Regions from separate parts of the Sus scrofa genome. Here regions 1 and 2 are each linked to region 3. Evidence: chromatin contacts called from public HiChIP or PLAC-seq data. All regions are on one chromosome and are shown on one strand. The core of a region is the stretch at or near the end of the contact, and the rest is flanking DNA. Distances in the headings are between cores, read along the strand shown.

The links. HiChIP or PLAC-seq counts read pairs in DNA pulled down with a chosen protein or histone mark.
Region 1: a contact with region 3 is called in an H3K27ac HiChIP or PLAC-seq map of alveolar macrophages. The contact joins the promoter of NCBP1 here to the promoter of ANP32B in region 3. A contact is called at or near these places in 1 of 5 promoter capture datasets (fetal liver) and 1 of 2 datasets of contacts at active chromatin or transcription factors (alveolar macrophages).
Region 2: an H3K27ac HiChIP or PLAC-seq map of alveolar macrophages shows a contact between it and region 3. The contact joins the promoter of XPA here to the promoter of ANP32B in region 3. A contact is called at or near these places in 1 of 5 promoter capture datasets (liver) and 1 of 2 datasets of contacts at active chromatin or transcription factors (alveolar macrophages).

The regions. Positions count from the first base shown.
Region 1 is chr1:239,490,591-239,494,476 of Sscrofa11.1, reverse strand. It overlaps NCBP1 (nuclear cap-binding protein subunit 1), which reads right to left and starts at 1,900. Exons shown (of 24, transcript XR_002336867.1): 1 at 1,428-1,900. TSTD2 (thiosulfate sulfurtransferase/rhodanese-like domain-containing protein 2) reads left to right here and starts at 1,594. Exons shown (of 10, transcript XM_005660262.3): 1 at 1,594-1,958.
Region 2 is chr1:239,566,315-239,569,904 of Sscrofa11.1, reverse strand. XPA (DNA repair protein complementing XP-A cells) reads left to right here and starts at 1,316. Exons shown (of 7, transcript XR_301366.3): 1 at 1,316-1,538.
Region 3 is chr1:239,840,764-239,844,265 of Sscrofa11.1, reverse strand. ANP32B (acidic leucine-rich nuclear phosphoprotein 32 family member B) reads right to left here and starts at 2,204. Exons shown (of 7, transcript XM_021066477.1): 1 at 1,795-2,204. The coding sequence starts at 1,848.

The DNA of each region.
Region 1 (3,886 bases), core at 651-3,150, 350 kb after region 3:
ACATGAAGACTATTTTCTGTGCTCTGTATGTACATTATACAAGAAGCCTCCTGTGATTAAAAAAAAAAAAATCAAAGCATGCAGCCTACTATACATGTGTAGCAAAAAGAACCTTGGATTTGCTTTCACCTGTGTCTGGGCACAGCCATCTCCATTAATTATACTAAATCTAGACCCTTAGGTGTCAGGTGACAAGACTGGACTAGACTATCCTCTCAAGCCATGTCCTAGCAGAAAACTGATATTTCATTGTTAAAATTAAGTAGGTGGGATTTGGTTCCTACCCTCGAGTGCCCCAACATTCAAGGAGAGAAAAATATAAGTGGAGAAAATTAATTAAATCCAACTTTTTGATCCGTATTTTTTTCCTACATCGTTGACATCTGCCAATGCTTATCAATTCTTAAGCATTAACAGATGATAAAATACATATCATCATGAGCAATTAGTTACATATGTTAATCCTCACAAAACCAAGAACAGGCATGTATCATTAATCCAATACTACAGACTAAGGTTTAAAGAGGTGATATAATCTGGGCAAGATCACAAAATAAATGGCAAGGTCTAACTTTGAACTTAAACCCTCTGTCTCCAAAGTCTGGCCTCTTAACCACTTTACAACACTATTTTCAAGTATTAATAACTAAATTATTTTTAGTTTCTTTTTGCTTTTCTAGATGTGTATTCTTGACTGTTGTTTTTTTAATGTAAGCATCGTTTCCTATTTTTAACTAGCTAAATTATTCCTGGTTTCTATGACGGCAATTCCAGGATCCCCATGAGTGCAAATATCCAAATGGGAACCCCGATCTAACCTCTACGAGCTCTCTAGTGAGTCTTCTGGCATTCTTTTCTTAAACGAGAGAAATAAGCTTACAACCAATTCAAGATCTAACATAACGACCTACGTATATCTATTTATTAAAGACTTCTCGCGTGCGGATAAGAAGCTGATTTTTCTTCCCCAGTGGTTTGAAAGAAGGCAAAACCCCGGATGACCCGCACAGGAGAGCTGGGATTGCAATTCATCAGATCTCTCACCTTCCGAGAGCCATTAATACATGATGTTTGAGGGTCAAAACGAGACACTGGGACAAGTGAGTCCTGGTCACCGTCTCTAAGGGGAAGCGGCACAGACACAAATATACTTCCCTGCTCGGCGGTACCAAGGACCTTATCTTAAAGAGTGCTTAGAGACCAGGGGTGCACCAGGCCTCCCCTCCGCCGACGACTCAAGAGGTGCGGTGGGGGATAGCACGAGCTTTCCAGCAGTCGCCCAGCCACACTCCCGCTGTGCCACCCATCTCCCCGCAAGTTCCTGGGGGAAGGGCTTCCCGTCCCTTCGCTCAGGACCTGAAGACCGAAGAAGCCAAACCTCGGCCCCACCTGGGCGCGGCTTCGGCGGCCAGGCCCAGAGCACTCACCATCGTTCTCGTCGCTGTGCCGCCGCCGTGACATGCCGCACGTTGTGTATGCGGCGGAGCCTAGACGCCGGGCGGGAAGAGCGGCAGGAACCGTCGGGCAGCCGGCCGGCGCGAGGACAGCGGCGAGGCTCACGAAGTGGCCCGCGCGCAGGCGCACTCGCTCGCGACGGCTCCCGGAAGCGCAAGGGGGAGAAGTGGCCGGGTGGGCTCGGCGGGCTCGGATCCCGGAGAGCCGGCGTCTGGAACCTCACCAAGCCACTGCCGCCTCGTCCGCACGCAACCGCCCCCTCGGGCTGCCTCCGCCTCTCCGCTGCTTCCTTCGCCCGCCTCCGCGGGAAGTCCTTCCGGGGCCACGCGGAGAGCACCGCCTCCCCAGGCGGCCGGAGCCCGCAGGCCGCGAGCCACGCCTTGGCGGGGGTGGTCTAGGAGGGACGCTCTAGTTCAGACTCCCTCCACTTCAGACTCCCCCCCGGGCCTCTCAGTGGTTTTCCCGGCGGCCCTTTCGCTAACGGCCTAGACTTCCGGGGCGAGGTGAGGTCCCCGGCGTTCCTTCCTACGTAAACAGGGGCGGGGGCTGGAGGTGCAAGGGTGGTGAGAGGTGACAATTGCTAGGCGGAGACGGTTTGGTGAAGAAAGATCTAAGAAAGGATCTGGACTGGCGGGTACGTGCTCATCTTTCTCCCACTTCCGGGCCTCTGCCGACTCGGGAAAGCTGGGAGGAGAGATTGGGCCAGGCCCGGCGCGCGGGGTGGGGCCCAAGCGGGAAGCGGCGCCGCTCGAGCAGCTCTGGGGACCGAAAGACCCTGCCTAGCTTGAGCTTGCTGCTCTGCGGTTAGCTTCTGACCGTCGTCTGACCTCTCGCCCCTCTGAGTTGTTGATCGCTTTAGTAATGTTTCCAGTGGTTATTGGATACTTCCATTATGTGTATGTGAATATTCTCCGCCCTGACCTCTGTGGTGAACACCACGGCTGCTTATCTGCTTTGTCGATGGCCATTTGAAATTTCACACGCGTGAAATGAACCTTTCATTCTCCTAGCCTAACCTAGCCTAACCTATTGCTCCTTCACTTTTACGCATCCATCCGATTGCTTAATCCAAAAATGTAGGTAGGAGTCATTCTTGGCTCCTTACTTACTACCTAATGAACTATCAGTAAACCTTATCAGCTCTACTTTCAAAACCGATCTGGAATCAGTTACTCCTTTTTTACTACTCTCTCATGACTTTGCGATGTAAAGTAACCTGACCTACAGGGTCCTACTCTTTTATCACTATGCTCCAACAATTCTTACTTTCTTCCTGTACCTCCAGTAAGGCAAGCTTGTTCACCCTTTAGGCATTTATATTCCTTTGCCTGAAGATTTCTACCCTTAAGTATGCATGGATGGCTCCTTGGCATTTCAGTCCCAGCTCAAGCATCAGCCCCCTTAGGAATCCTTCCCTGGCCACCCAACCTTTTACTCCATACCACAAATATTGTATTTATTATGTGCCAGGCAGTGTTCTAGACATTGAGGAGGCTGAGGTGAACGAAGGAAAACCCCTGCTTTCTCAGTGCTGATGACCGGTTGAGGAATCCAGCAAACTGCAGTCAGAGGTGGTGGGCAAAAATAGAAAAAGATGCGATTAGGGTGTGGTGGGAAAGGCTTTATAAGAACCTTGGACTTTATCTGATGCCTTTAAAAGCCTTTGGAGGGAGAGATCTGACTTATTTTTAAAGTCACCCCTCTTGCTCTTACGGGAGAAGGGCAGTTAGGCAATTGCAATAATTCATGCAAGAAATAATGGTTGCTTAAGTGGGGTTGGTAGGGAAGGTAGTGCAGTGTCATCTGATGTGATTATATTTCAAAAGCAGAATTGACAGGATTTTCAATACTCTGAAAGAGTGAGGAGACAAGAATCCCAAAGTTTTTTCCTGAGTAACAGGAAGAATGGAATTGTTGTTTACAGAGGTGAGGAAGACAAGGAGAGCAAGTTAAGAGCTGGATTTTTTTTTTCTTTCTAATAGTTTGGTTTATTGTTTATTATTTATTTTTTGTCTTTTGAGGGCACATGGAGGTTCCCAGGCTAAGGGTCAAATTGGAGCTGCAGCCAATGGCCTGCACTACAGCCACAGCAATGCAGGATCCAAGCTGCGTCTGTGACCCATACCATAGCTCATGGCAACGCCAGATCCTTAACCCACTGAGCAGGCTGGGGATGGAACCTGTATCCTCATGGATACTAGTCAGATTCATTTCTGCCGAGCCTCGATGGGAACTCCTGTTTTTTATTTTATTATTTTTAAGGCCCTATCTGCAGCATATGGAAGTTCCCAGGCTAGGGGTCAATTCAGAGCTGTACCTGCTGGCCTATGCCACAGCATCGTGGGATCCAAGCCACATCAGTGGCCTACACTGCAGCTCACAGCAGTGCCAGATCCTTAACCCACTGAGCAAGACCAGGAATTGAACCTGT
Region 2 (3,590 bases), core at 67-2,566, 270 kb after region 3:
GGGGTCTAATCAGAGCTGTAGCCGCCAGCCTACGCAAGAGCCACAGCAACTCGGGATCCGAACCGTGTCTGCGACCTACACCCACAGCTCACAGCAAATGCCAGATCCTTAACCCACTAAGGGAGGCCAGGGACCGAACCCGCAACCTCATGGTTCCTAGTTGGATTCGTTAACCACTGAGCCACGACGGGAACTCCAAAAGTCACTAATTTTTATTAAGTTAATTTATCTAATTTTATCCTGTTTGTGCTTTCGTTATCATATGAAACTTGAGATTTTATCATGGGACAAGATCAATGGATAGGGAGCGAGAGGAATTTGAGGGGAAAAGGAGTAGGGATGGTTTGAAATCTGTCTCCAGTTCAACTAGGAGATCGCAGCACTTATTTACTCTATAGAAGGTCCTCCAGCTTAGATATACATATAACTGATTGACTAAAACCACTAGGTTGTGCTTCTCAAACTGTGAATGTTAGGTATTATCCAGTGGGCCAGTTTGTTCTAAGAACTAGTCCCAATGGTATAAGTGGTAATTAGAACTTAATGTTTTCTGGCTTCAATTAAGTTTTATTGTCATAAAAAAATACATTTTTAGGAAAGCATGCCATATTTATTTTGCTTCATTTGCCACACTTTTGGGAAGTCAGGGTTTAGCTCAAATCCAAAGTAAGTTCATCCACACTCTAGAAATATTCCATGGAAAAGTTAGCCAAACTTACGCATACCAGCTTTGGTAATTGGTGCTGCCTTTGCCTTTTGTCACCCAGAGTTTAAACCCAGGTGTTCTCATTTCAAATCTATGACTCTGTCTAGGCCAGAATTTCAAAGTAGTCATACCAATCATCCGCTGATTTCTTTTGATTGAAACTACTGTTACTACTAACTGCCATCATTTTGGGAAGCTTTCTATGTGCCAGGCATTGTGCGGAAAGACTACATCTAATTTTCTCAACAACTCTATTAAGTGGTTCTGTAATTATCCTCATTTTACTACTGTTGAAACTGAACTCAGGGTAAGTGACTTACTGAAGGCCACGCAGATGGCAAGTGTCAGAACTAAGATTTCATCCAAGTCTGACTCCAATGCCCATGTGCTGAACCACCAAGCGAAGCTATTATTTTAAAGATGACTGGGTCCTGAACACTGATCTTGGAACCAGCCGGCGACTTCAGAGTTACAAAGCCAACAAGTAAACTCCGCTCTGACGCTTGCGCAGATTCCAACTACCGCTCCTTTCTGCAAGTCCTTCTCAAAATGCGCAGGCGCGCTCCCTACCGCCAGCGCGGAGGCGGGGCCTCGACCAGCTTTGGCGTTTCAATGCGCCTGCGTGGGGGCTATTGCCACAGTCTTCTGGGGAGGTTGGACATGGCGGCTGCTGAAGGGTCTTCATCTCAGCCGGCGGCTTCAGAACAGCCGGCGGAGCTGCCTGCCTCAGTGCGGGCGAACATCGAGCGTAAGCGGCAGCGGGCGCTGATGTTGCGCCAGGCCCGGCTGGCGGCCCGGCCTTACCCAGCGACGACGGCTGCGGCTACCGGAGGTTTGGACCCTAGCGGCGTCTGCCCCATCTCTCTCCTGGCGGACCTGGGGCCCCGTCCTTGGTGTGGCGACCAGACCCTCCCCCGCAGTCCTCGGAGGGATTCAGCTCAGCTGGCCTTGTCACAGCGGGGTGTCCAAGACCACAGGGCGACTTCTGACTCCCAGCCCTGGCCTTGCCTCACGGCACCTGGGCGGTCCAGCGGCCGTCCTTGGCTTGGGGATGCCGCCGCCCTCGCTGTCGGGAGGAGCCAGGCAATGTCTCCGTTCTCCTTTTCTGTTCTCTGCCTGCAGCTTCCACCAGTCCCGGGATGGTCTTTGTATAAAGCTTTTAGACCTCGTAACACATTTTAGTAATCCTGCACCTGCTTCCTTATTCATCCATTTAACGCAGGGTGATTGAGTGCATATTCCCTAATTGGCACACAGTGCTTGCTACGTGCTGGGCGCAGAGAGGAGCAAACAGACATTAGCTACTGACTCCGTGGGGCTAACCGAGTGACAACTGTTGTGTGTCAAAGTTTCCAAGTAGCTAATTTGGCTCTCACAGCTAACCTGAAAATAATTAGGGCAGGGTTTGGTATCCATGTTTTACTGAGGAGATAATTGAGCGCCAGAAAGCGACAGAGGTTTGCTCAGGTTCGTCTCAGCAAGTGCAAAGGCTAATCTGGACTAGAACTCAGGTCATCTGACCCTCGGTTCAAGGTCTTGTTCACCAGCTTCCTTTGCTATACTAAGCATTTCTCTCACCCTTAGGAAGAAAGGCTGTTATTCTTGTGTTATTCTTGTCTGGATTTCATCTTCCCTTTATTAGGACAGCCCTTGGCTGTGCATTTGTCTATTTGCTTATCATGTATGTGTTTATCATATAACTCTCCACTGGGATCAAGTGGTAGTCTTCTCCATGGTACCTAAAATATAGTTTGATTGACATGTGATTCTTTAGGACTGCCTCCATGACACGAAGCACCTGTGTTCCTCAACCAACTGTGTAGTGTGTGAGCAGTTGAACACAAAACTGTATCATCTACTTAACCCTTTCATCAGCCAGGAGTAAGGAAGAGTGAAAAGAGCTAGCTGGGTGTCTTGAGATTCATACTGACACTGAATCTGAAAACCCTAGCCACTTTTAATGGTTCTGGTCTCAATGCAAAAAATTGTTCATTTGCATTGATAAATTCATATTTATGATTCCATAAAGGTTTCAAGACTTGTACTAAATGGCTGTGGAACAGGGGTACAAAATAGAGCATAAACTGGTATTAAACTTCTGATAATGGAAAGCAAGGTAGTATGAATATTTTTTAAGATTTCCTGGGCATTTACCAAAGAACCAAATTGTGCTGTAACAGTGTATGCAACCTGCAGTGCTTCAAGAGCCGAGATTTTTATCTTTGTAGTACTTTTATTTCAATGTACTGTATAATTTCCACTTTCTGTGTGTGGTATGACATAAGCCATGAAAAAAGATGAGAAGTTGCTTAGAATATGTTGCTAAGAGTAGTGTTAAGGGCCTGGGGGGCATAGCAAGGCATAAGAGTAGAGAGAAACTGGGCTTTGTTTTTGGCATATTTTAGCATTGTTCAGGATCCTGATCAAATTATCATCTTGATTATTCCAGTTTCCCTTAATTCTCATTGCACTCATAGTCATTCTGATCATTTGCTACACTTCATGAAATCAGAATCATATTTTGGTACATTCATCCATTTCTATCCATTCAGCAAAATTCACGGAATGCTTAATTATTTTTCAGAATTAGAGAAAAATGGTTCAGTCTAGTGGAGGGATATATAAAAAGGTAGTATGAGAAGTACTGTTAACAGAAACAGTACTTATACTCTAATCCCCTTATTTTTATATTTTAAAAAATTTTATTGGCGTGTAGTTGACTTAAAATATTTTATTAGCTTCAGGTGTACGGCAAAGTGAATCAGTTTTTTATGTATTTCTTTTTGGGTATGCTGGTGGGAGTGGTGGTATTTCATTATAGTTTTAGTTTGTACTTTCCTAATTGCCAATGATAATGAGAACTTTCTTGTGGTCATTGGCTATT
Region 3 (3,502 bases), core at 955-3,454:
CTCAGGGGACAGAGTCGAGACGCCCACCACCAGAGGTCTTCCAGGGAGAGGTGGGAACACCAGATGCAGCAGGGCCGCACCTCATTTGTGGGGACCTCAGAGATTTAAAACCCCTGGCACACCAGGGAAAGCCTGCTTGACGAATTCCCACAAGTTGGCAACTTGTTACCCAACGCTACCTGACTGCCCGAAACGCGCCCGTCTCCAGTGTGGGGCGCAGGGGCGGGAGGGGGTGGTGAGGGCTTTCCCCGGGCCGCCCCTCTGCCAGGGGACGCCACTCACCCGCGGAGGGGTTCTGGCGGAGGCGCGGCCTCCCAGCGCTGGCGCCAGGAAACATGGCCCCGCGCCCTGCCGCGGGAAGCCGCTCTACTTCGCGGGGAGGGCGGGGTAGAGAATAAAGACGTGACTCTTCAAGGCCCACCAGCGACTCACGGAGCCGCGGCAGGCGAGCACCGGCCTGGATCTGCGGCTCTGAAGCACGTGCGGGGCAGCGCCCGCCCGGCAAGCAAGCACAGCCGAGGCCCGTCTGTACCCGCGACTAGGGGCGGAGGCGGCCGCCTGCCGTTGCCCTTTTAAGAAGGGGGGAGGGGGCGGCAGCGCGCCCGAAAGATGAGTCGGCGACGGCCGGAGCGCTCGGCTCCCGCCAGTGCGAGCCGAGCCCTGGCGAGGCCCGCGCCAAACAAACCGCAGGCTCGGCCAAGGGAGCGGCGGCTCAGAGCCACCGCCGGTGCGGGCGGGCAGGGCCGGACGGACAGAGCCCGCAGGCCGACTCACGCGGCGGAAGGAGACGGGTGCCCGCCAACATGGCGCTGCGTCGGCCTGTGGCGCGCCTGGGCTGACGCGAGGAGCCGCCGCCCGCCCACACCGAGGGGCCAACCTCCCGGGCAGGGGCCCCCGGGCTCCGCCGCCGCGGCGCGGGGGGGAGGGAGAAGCCGCTTACGCCACAACTGCTAGCTCGGGCCGAGCGCGGCCTGCATTTGGAGACCGGGACTGGGGAAGGCCTGGGGGTCGAAAGGGGCGCGAGAGATAGGTAGACAAAGTTTTATTTTTAGGCTTGAAAAATGGCGGGAACCGACTCCTTTTTTCAAACTTGGCCTCGGGAGGGGCGTCGGTTGCGCCACCTCCGCCACCCGGGCTCGCCCCTCCCCAGCTCGCGCGCGCCAGGCCGCGCCCGCCCAAGCCCCCCGGCGCCCGAGGGGGCTTCCTGTCCCCCTTGGAGGCAAAGAACCCTCTGTTCGTCCTTCCGCTCCCGTCCTGGCCGGACCGGCGCCAACCGCGAGACCTGGCTGGAGGAGCCTCCTGCTCCGCCCGAGCCCCCTCCCGGGCCGGCCGGGGGCACGCGGAGGCCGGCCTGGCCCGCAGCGGGCCCAGTCCGGACTGGCAGCGCGGCTCCTCCGTAGGCCCGGCCTCCGCCCGGCCGCGCATCTCGGGAGGCTGCAAACATGGCTCCCAGCGTTACACAACCCCCTCCTCCCTCTCTTGCCGCCGGCCACACGCACACGCGCTCCTTCGGGAAAGGACCCCGGCGGGCGAAGAGCTCAAAGTTTGCTTTCCCCCACCCCACCGCCTTCCCTGGACGGCCGCAGGGGCCCGCGGGCGCCAAAGAGTTAATCCCGCGCGCTCGCTCCCCCCTCCGCGCCCGCCCGCCTGCCCGCCCGCCTTTCCCGTCCGAGCCCGCGAGCTGCGCTCTTGCCCGCGCCGGGGTCGGCGAGCCCGCGTCTGGGACCCCGCAGGTGGCCACCATTACATGCAAGTCATCGGGGGGAGAGGGAGCCCGAAGGGGATTCTGCTTACAGCTGCCGGGGTCCGGTTCCTCAGCTCCAGGTGGATTCTCTTCTTCATGTCCATGTTTCCCTCTTCCCCCCTCTTCAAACTTAACTTTCCGCAACGGGGGCGGAGGGGGGAGAGGCTCCCAGCCTGCGCAGCGAGGGCCGTCGGAAGGGGTCTGCTCGAGGCAGAGGCCGGCGGCGCGGTCCGGGGCGGCTGGCGGCGTGCGGGCAGGAGAGCGGAGCCCCCGGAGCCAAGTTACTCACGGGAGCGGAGAGAAACCATGGAGGGAAAAGGGGGCTGGAGCGCAGCGCTGGTCTCACTACCGCCGCCCCCGGCCGCGGCTCCGCACTGCGCTTAAACCGGCGACGCGGCGCGGGTGGCTGCTCGGCTCGACTCGGCCCCGCGCGGCGCCGCTCGGCTCGGCAGCCGCGGTGCACCAAGGACGGGGCGGGGAGAGGCGCGGCGGGAGGGGCGGAGGCTGGGGGGGAAAAGGCGCAGCCCGGGGGACAGGAGTGGCTTCTTCCCGCCCTCCGGTCGCACGTGGGGTGGCTGATGTAAGACCCACCTCGGGGGCTTCCCCGCCCGTCCCCCAGCTGAGACCTTGGGTCTTTCCTCGACGCGCCTGGAGACAGGTCTCCAGCCCGCGCTTGGAAGTCGGCCGAGCGGGCTGCGGGGAGACTTTGCGGTCGGTCTTGGGAGCTCTCTAAGGCCAAGCCCTCGCGCCGAGCCTCGGCCAGGCCAACCCGACACCGGCGAAGGCGGCAGACTTGAGAGCGCGGGACCGGGGCTTTCGGGGTCACCTCCCGCTCCCCTCCAACTACAGCATGGGGCCAACAGCACGAGACCTGTGTTTCCTTGGCCAAGTGGGGCTGGAAGTGCTGTGAGGACCCCCGTTGGGGGGCAGAATCGCTGCCGGCCCGCGCTGTAGCGCGTGGCACTTGGCGGAGTCGGCCATTGAGACCGATGGGGACGGGGTAGCCCCGGCCGCTTGCTCAAACCGCAGAGATGCGAGCGTTCCAGAGTTCGGGAGAATCTCCCTGGGTTTTCTAACATTAAGTATAGGCTAGTGGAGGCAGTAATTAGCATTTCTAATGGAGCCTCGAAGTTTACCGAGGTTCCTCAAGACTTTTATCTCCTTTATTTTTAAGGGCACCCCTCTGAGGTGTGTGGATTCTTGTTGGTCTCCAATTCGGGGAAGCTTGGCAGGTAGCTTTTGTCATGGGCTGCCTCAAAAAGCTCCCTGAGAGACAGGGTTAGAGCACTAAGTCGGTTTTGCAGACCTCTGGGGAGTAATATGAAGTTACATTCATCTTAAAATAAGTACATAGTCACGTGTCAAATCAGATACCATCTTAATTCTAGTATAGAGAAGAAGCTCCAAGATTGAGAACAATTTAGGAATAGAGAAAAACAACTCTATGGCATTACCATAAGTTTTTCTTAAAGTTAAGACTCCTCTCTTTCACCTAAGTTCATTTAGTGGCAAACAAAACTATATCGATTTTTAAAATATCAGATGCATGAAAATGTCAAAGCAGAAAATTTTCAGGAGGGTTATGGAAAAAGGCAAAAACTTTCTAGTATGTAGTTCCCTTGTATTTTAAATGTTAGTCTTAGCAGACATTTTTGTGATGGGGAAATGGTGAGGGCAGTGCTCTTCAGGATGTCGCACGAGGTCTGTAACTAAGGTTATGAGAACCACAAGACTATGAGATGAAGGCTTTTACGAAAA